Regions from separate parts of the Mus musculus genome. Here region 1 is linked to region 2. Evidence: chromatin contacts called from public Hi-C data. All regions are on one chromosome and are shown on one strand. The core of a region is the stretch at or near the end of the contact, and the rest is flanking DNA. Distances in the headings are between cores, read along the strand shown. Region 1 overlaps Bcl11b (B cell leukemia/lymphoma 11B). Region 2 has its middle 17 kb from the start of 4930465M20Rik.

Region 1 (3,366 bases), core at 392-2,891, 200 kb after region 2:
GAAAGGCACCGTACGCGGACGGACGGCAGAGGGCTAGGTTACCAAGCGTCTGGCGGATTACCCAGCGATGAGGTTTAATTGCAAGGATTAGCATGAATGTGATGTTTCCCTTCCAAAAAAATTCGAGGAACGTCAAAACCACTCTCATCTGGGCTGGTGTGACTCACGCTTTTAATAGAAGAACTTAATTTTACTCGGGAGGAATTTGGGCTCGGGAAAACATTGTCTAAGAAACACTCATTTTAGACCCCGGACAACAGGAAGAGCCACCAGCGACACTAACACCACGCCCCCCTCCACCACCCGGAAAGTAAAAATAAAGACTCCGAGCCAGTCTTCTCGACCTTGTTGGGAGCCACAGGGTGTGGCTCCGTGCAGTTTTCAATGGGAAAGTGAGGAGTTAGGTCAGGCAGGCAGGTCCTGGCTCAGCCCAGTGGCCTGGGGCAAGTCCTGCCCCCCCCCCCTTAGAACACATCGGGTGGTACCTATGAAAGAAGCCTGGTAATGAAGCACAGGGGCCCCTGGAATTGTCGCCAAAGAAGCAGCCTACAGGGCCAGGCACAAAGGCACAGATAAAGGGAACCTTCCTGATCTCCCAGGGTAGGATGACACAGCTCCCCACAACTACTGGAGAGAGACAAGCTACACACTGTAGCTGCCGGGAACTGTTCCATCCAGGAGGGCAGGATAAGCAGGAACAGCACCCACAGAGAGGCTGAGCCCAGGACACGGGCCCCTCCGACTCTGACTCTTAGATCCCAAAGAGAGGGTAGGGAACCAGGGGTTCATAAATTAGCTGCCCCATCGCCAGAAGCAATGCAAGTCCCACCCCGACTGTTCCCAGCCGGTATCTGTAGAGACCCCAGAACCCACAAACTTCAAACCTACCTCCCTTCCCTGGGACTCGAATGAGTGACAAGGTTCCCAAAACATCTGAAGCTGGGCTGTGTGGGCTACAAGCTTCCCACCAGCCTCTGTCTGTCCCCCCTCCCCCCCCCCCCCCGGCAATAGGCTGTTATATTTTCTGTCCCTCGTCCTTCCCAGCAGGTCCTAGTTGGTATTTCCTGCCATCTTGAAGGAGAGAGGATATCCCAGGCACCCCATCTCCATATGTGAGGACTTTGCAGGTGAGTTCTGTCAGATGGAGCTTGAAGAATATTACCAGATGCCTGTGTCACACATGCTGGGTTTCAGAGCCACTGACCAAGGTCTCTGTCCCTGCCCCTAAGTCTCCAACCCAGGGATGCTACTCTCCCATCTCCCACCCTGCAATTAAGAACAGATATGCAAATGTACCTCCCCAAATCTTCCCCAGCCCTGCCCCAGCCAAGGGAGAGGCACTAATTTATAAGTTGCAGATAATGTCACCGACCATTCATCCAAATGTGTCACTAACATCCCATTAGACTGTAATTATTTTTTAATTAAAACTAAGAAAACTGGCATGCCTGAGCCGACTTTATGCATCTGTTATGGGTTAAAATAGCTTTTAAAAAATGTTTCAGAGACCACAGTCTATTGTGGCCGCGGCCTCTGCCAAAGAAAACGCAAGCTTGCTTATTTTCTCCATGGGGCGCAACAGTGCCTGTGTGTGCCGGCACAGAATCGGCTGGCCGTGAAAAGAATTCTAAATAAAACACAAACATGGAATTTGGCAACGCCACAGAAGCAAGCTTAAGACTAATTCCAGCATGCGGACGACGCTCACATAGTAAGTCTGGCTCCAGCATAAATGAAACCAGGCACTGTAAAATACCACGGCAAGTCGGAGCCTCGGCTTAAAGAGACAGGACGCTGACTGCAGGTATCCGAGCTTATAAAGCCAGCTCTCGCTGTCTCCATAAATCCATAGGTTATGAGCTGTTTGCATCCAGCCAATCCCTTCGTAAAGAGACGCGTACTAAGAGAGAAAGAAAGGGGAGGTCAGCAAATGGCAACCGTCACTTTGCACTTGACTTTCTGCTCCCATTCTGGGGGTGGAGGACTGTGTTCATTATCTCAATTAGAGCAGAAAGACGGAGACCTCAAATGAACATGCGTCGGGAACAACAGCAGAAGGAGTCCGTGGATGAAAGACGAGATGCCCAGAAAGGAAGAACATGGCTAGAAGTCAAGGTTGGCTGGGGCAGCGAGAGGAATATCTCCACCCAGGAAACGGCTGCCGTAACGATCTTGGGTATGATAATTACAGTTATAACAACAATAAAATGTAACAGTGACACAAAGCCGGCTGCTGCTTGAGGCAGGGAGTGTATCACAACTGGGAAAGACTCAACGGGAACATTTCTGGAGTCTCTGTGCCTCAGTCTCCCCATCTGTAAAGTGGGAATGATGGCACTGCCTTCCTCTCAGAGACAGGCTAGGAGTGCCAGCGTAAAACCCGTGGTAAGCATGTGTCCTATTGTCGTGCCTGACTGGAACACTTGGTTGGCACTGTTCCTAAGTTTCAGATGAGGAAACAGCCTGGCTCACCCACCCGCAATCACAGCTCGTCACAGCCAGGGTGAGAACCCAACATCCACTTCAAAGCCTTTGGTCTCCCTATGCACGCTCATGGGTGGCCACACTCTGAACTGACCATGATGTCTTGGCCTCGGTACAGTGAGTTCCCCAGCAAGCACGGGGAAGAAAATCTATCTTCAGAGACACACTCACACCAAGGTCACAGCAGGCTGCAATGCTAAGCCCGGCCATGTCGGTACACGCCTGTACCAAAGACATCCAGTACCAGACAGAAAGGTAGGAGGGGCCTCGGTAGGTGCTACCTCCTAAGAGCATACTCTCAAAGTATACCTACAAACAACAAACACCAACATAAACGCGCGTTAACAGGCACACAGAGATTCAAACACACACACAGACACACACACACAGAGCTCTTTATTACAGACATTGTGCCAGGCCCATTGACCCTGGCAGAGGCAGTGGGAAAAACGGGAGATGACATGAGGCAATGTTTGGCTCCCCATAAGAAGGCTTGGAACACTTTTCCCTCAAGCCCTCATCTCTCCTGCAGGTCTGCTGAGGTAGCAGGCCAGGCTAGTCTCACCACAAGCTCTCCCTTGCCCAAACCCGAGCTTAGCCAGCTACCAATTGGCCAGTGCCACAGCTACCTGTCCAGGTGAAACCAGGATGTCCCCAGCCGCCATCAGCCATAGAAGCCACAGTCTGACTCTCGAGAACCATTCTCTCAGCAAAGGAGGGCTGAGGACGGGGCTCCTCAAACCCTGTTTCCCCAGGGGTCACTGCCCGACATGCTGACATTACCACACTCTGGTGGGCTCTGACATGCTCTTCCTAGGATGACGTCCAGTATCCTAGAAGACACAGGCTAAAAATACTCCTGTTTTCTCAGAGCTGGTTTAC
Region 2 (3,560 bases), core at 136-2,635:
GCACCTTCAATGACTCAGCAAAGAGATACACATGGAGAAGACACTGAGAGATACAGAAGACAGAGAAGGTACAGGAAAAGTAGACGACGGGAGTCAGGAAGGAGGAGGAGAAGGGTGGGGTCAGAGGAGGGGAGGGAGGCAGGTCATTTGGGAGTTGGGAAAAACTGAATCCATTCTTCCCCAACCACTCAGCTCTTTGCCCTGCAAACATGGGCTACCTGCCCATGGGATTCCTGACCATGGAACTCTCTCCATGTGCCTTCAGAGTCATTGCCAGGGAGGCACGGGTCGCAGCCTTGGCCAGAAGCCTTGGCTCGGAGCTAAAGCATCATCCTGCACGCCAAGCTGGACAACAGTGAACAAGGTGTACTAGTGTTCTTTACAACTCCATCTCCCCATCAGAAAAGGTGGAAGGCCGAAAGCCAGGACTTCTACTCTCACCCAAAAGGAGATGTCTTAGCGGCTACTTCCAGGCTCCCTACTGGGATCTCTCCCGATCTAATTCACAGGCTCAATTTGGCCCTAATACCCACTAGGTAATAAATCTCCCACACACATACACACTGGTGTAAACGGCCCCTGGTCCCAAGGGAGGCCTGCTGAGCTCACATCCACCCTCTGGTGTCCTTGAGGACGGTGCTACATTCACAGTGGTGGCCCTTCACTCTAGGACATCTTCCCTTGGGTTAGATTTTGCTCTCTCTTTGAGAGTTGTTCAAAGTCCGGAGGGTCACCCTCTGCCATCCCTGCCACCTGGTGGGCAGTAGAAGATTGTTATCTGGTACCATTTTGTATACCATCGGTGCCAACTCAATGTGACTCTCACCTCACTCTATCCAGAAAGGCACTGTGGATTCCAGACCGGGAAAACCAAACTTGTCATCTCAACCAGACTGGGAAAAGTTCCCTCACATGTTTTTAAACCTGAGATGTGCATATATACATGCATATATATATATATATATACACACACACACATATATATATATATATCAACTTCAAAGTCAGGAAGCGCTGGGTGCAAATCCTTCCTCCACTGTTCCAAAGCAGAGACTCAGTTTTCTTCCCACGCTGCAAGAGAAGCAGACAACTGCCTCCCTGTGGAGTAGTGGGGGGGGTTGGGGGAGTATGGGGTGAGGGTGCTGAAAGCAAGCTAGCCACAGCCCCCATTCCGCCCCCCATGAGCAGCACAGAAACAAGAGCTTAACTAGGGGCGTAGGGCCTCCCAGAAAAGGTTGAAGCTGTTGTCCAGGAGTTTGGCAGCCAGCTTAGGCGTTTCCAGGAAAAAAAAGAGGGGGGACCTCAGCTCCAGGCCATGGAAAGCTTCTGCCCCAGTATTGAGTCAGCCCTGAGTCATGAGCTGAAAACCCGCCTTGGCTGTAATTAATCCCGGACTGATGACAACTGATTTTCACCCAGTGGAAGAGGCTATCTCAGGTAATTAGGCATAACCTTGTATACTGGTAATATGCCCTTTGTACGGCATCTCTGGCTGCCGTAGCCAGCCAGGCCCTGCCTCCAAAAACAACATCAACACTACCCAACAAGATGTTCCTGATTTCAAAGGATCTCCCTCCCCCCGCAAGCATTTTCGGTGTGAAAAGCTAAATATACAAAGGCCTGTAATTGGTTTGCCCCGATCCTCTGACTCTTCCTCTCTGGGATGATCTGCACTCTGGATGGGGGAGAGGGGGAGGCAGCGTGCAATAAGCACCTGTGTTTGAATGTGACTCTGCCCCATAGTTCAGCTTCACACAGAAATCCGGTCTGCTTTCTGTGGGTTGCACGGGGGGCGGAGCCAACTGATAACGTATGCATCTATTCATTCCTCTCATTTCAGCCACTGGGCCCCACTGGCCTCCAGGCTTGGTCAGATAGTAAGCTGAGATGCACGATGGGTGGAAAGCCCCTCTGATCACTTGCCAGACTTGGTTAACTAGCCCAGGTTCATTCAGAAAGCTGAGAAAGAAACAGAATGAGGGTGGTTTGTCCAAGTCTCCCCTTCTGCTTAGAGGCCCCCAAATTCCTCGCTGAGCCTGGTGCCCCTTCACAGGCAAAGCAACAGTTCCTGCTTCCCTGAGGCACACGGGAGAGTCCTGTCTCCACAGAGGCCAGGGACACTCCTGTCAGAGCTGTGCTTGCACAACCAGGGTTTCCCTTGCCAGGCCCCTGACTAACTGTGGCCCCACCATCCAGGCCCTGCCCCAACTGCTGGACGCTCCCGTCCCGGGTTCCCACGACTCAGGCTGCTCTCCCAGGACAGCACTGTGTTCCTTGACATGTCAGATGTTGCAATGCCCAAGCAGATGAGGCAAGAGGGACAATGGGTGCCAGGCCAGCATTTCCAAAGAAGCTCCACAGAAAGTTCCAAAAGCCCCCGCTCCCCTCGTCCCCTGCCCCTCTCTTTTTTCAGCATCAAGATTCCCTGCTTTTGTCTTTAACCATCTCAACAGAGTCTCGAAAGACAGTTTAGGCTGGCTGAAAAGCTAGCTCCCTGGGCCAGTCAGCATGCCTTTGCAACAGGATCTGAGGGTTTGGGTCTGTAGTCCAAGCTCTCTTGGGACCAGTGGTAATAGTAACACAGGCTAACTGCTGGCCAGCTTGTGCTATACAGATCTGCACACGGGAAGGATACAGCAGTGTAATCGTTACGACCAGGACAGGAAGCAGGTAGGCCATCACTACCCCTGCTCTCTAATCAGGCAGACTGAGACGCAGAGGCGAGAAAGGTCCAGCCCCAAGCCATGCAGGGGAGGGAGGGGACACCTTAGTGTCCTGTCCCCCTCCAGCTTTGCTGCCCATTTAACCCTTTGCCTCTATAAACATCAGCTTTGTGTCTATGAGATGGGACACACCATGCTTCCCTTTTGGTAAATGAGAACCCCAGCATTCCCCAGAGACCTAGGAATTCTCTCTTCTCTTCAGCCCATTCACGAATGCTCCCCAACCAGGCCATCACCCCTGTGCAGCAGATATAGCAGAGAGTGGCTTTTGGTAGAACATGGTGAGTCTATCAGCCTGCTTCCAGAGGCAAGGTGAGATTTAGTCTGTGGCTGGGTCCACCCTTCGAGAAGAGCCTTCCACCAGCTGGGTTGCTCGCCTCCATACCCGCATAAGAATAAGTCACTTTCTCCTTTACTGCATTCTGTTTCCAAAGCCCAGAGGCTGCTCTTCAGCTAAGTATTGGGCTGGGGATGCAGCTCCGTGATGGAGTGCTTGCTTAGCACACACAAGGTCCTATGTTCAATCTCCAGAGCTAGAAGAGAAAAATCTTATCAAGATATTTGAAGTGTCTGACGGGGGAAGGGGGGGGGGGGATCACCAGTAGCTACTGCTTGAATGAACTCATTCATTCACTTTATTTCATTGATTCACAAATTCCCTCCGAGACTAGCAAATTAGTGTGTGAAGAAGCAAATGACCCAATGTCCAGGAGCTTGGGAGTCAAGAGGTGCACACAGAGCCTGTGCACTGTGTGAGCAGACCGGGATGGTGGGGGGAGAGACATCCTGGCTGCAGGGCAGATACTCAGAACCACTGAGACCCTGGTCAATGGCCTG

Evidence for each region. Hi-C and Micro-C count contacts between places; a contact is called where the count stands out from the background.
Region 1: a Hi-C map of embryonic fibroblasts shows a contact between it and region 2, with 2.1 times the contacts expected there. The contact joins two enhancer-like sites. A contact is called at or near these places in 3 of 484 Hi-C or Micro-C datasets (adipose-derived mesenchymal stem cells, embryonic fibroblasts and nephron progenitors) and 2 of 115 datasets of contacts at active chromatin or transcription factors (embryonic stem cells and pancreatic cancer cells).

The regions. Positions count from the first base shown.
Region 1 is chr12:107,950,815-107,954,180 of GRCm38.p6, forward strand. The region is part of intron 3 of Bcl11b (B cell leukemia/lymphoma 11B); the gene reads right to left. Among named protein-coding and RNA genes, the nearest start is that of Bcl11b, 51 kb to the right of the region's middle. Within about 2 kb of position 1,642, at least 62 of the 459 cell types and tissues checked have an H3K27ac peak or open chromatin away from gene starts, as enhancers often do. A contact at or near this core is called in embryonic fibroblasts, where this site is marked.
Region 2 is chr12:107,751,001-107,754,560 of GRCm38.p6, forward strand. No RefSeq gene overlaps it. Among named protein-coding and RNA genes, the nearest start is that of 4930465M20Rik, 17 kb to the left of the region's middle. Within about 2 kb of position 1,386, at least 64 of the 459 cell types and tissues checked have an H3K27ac peak or open chromatin away from gene starts, as enhancers often do. A contact at or near this core is called in embryonic fibroblasts, where this site is marked.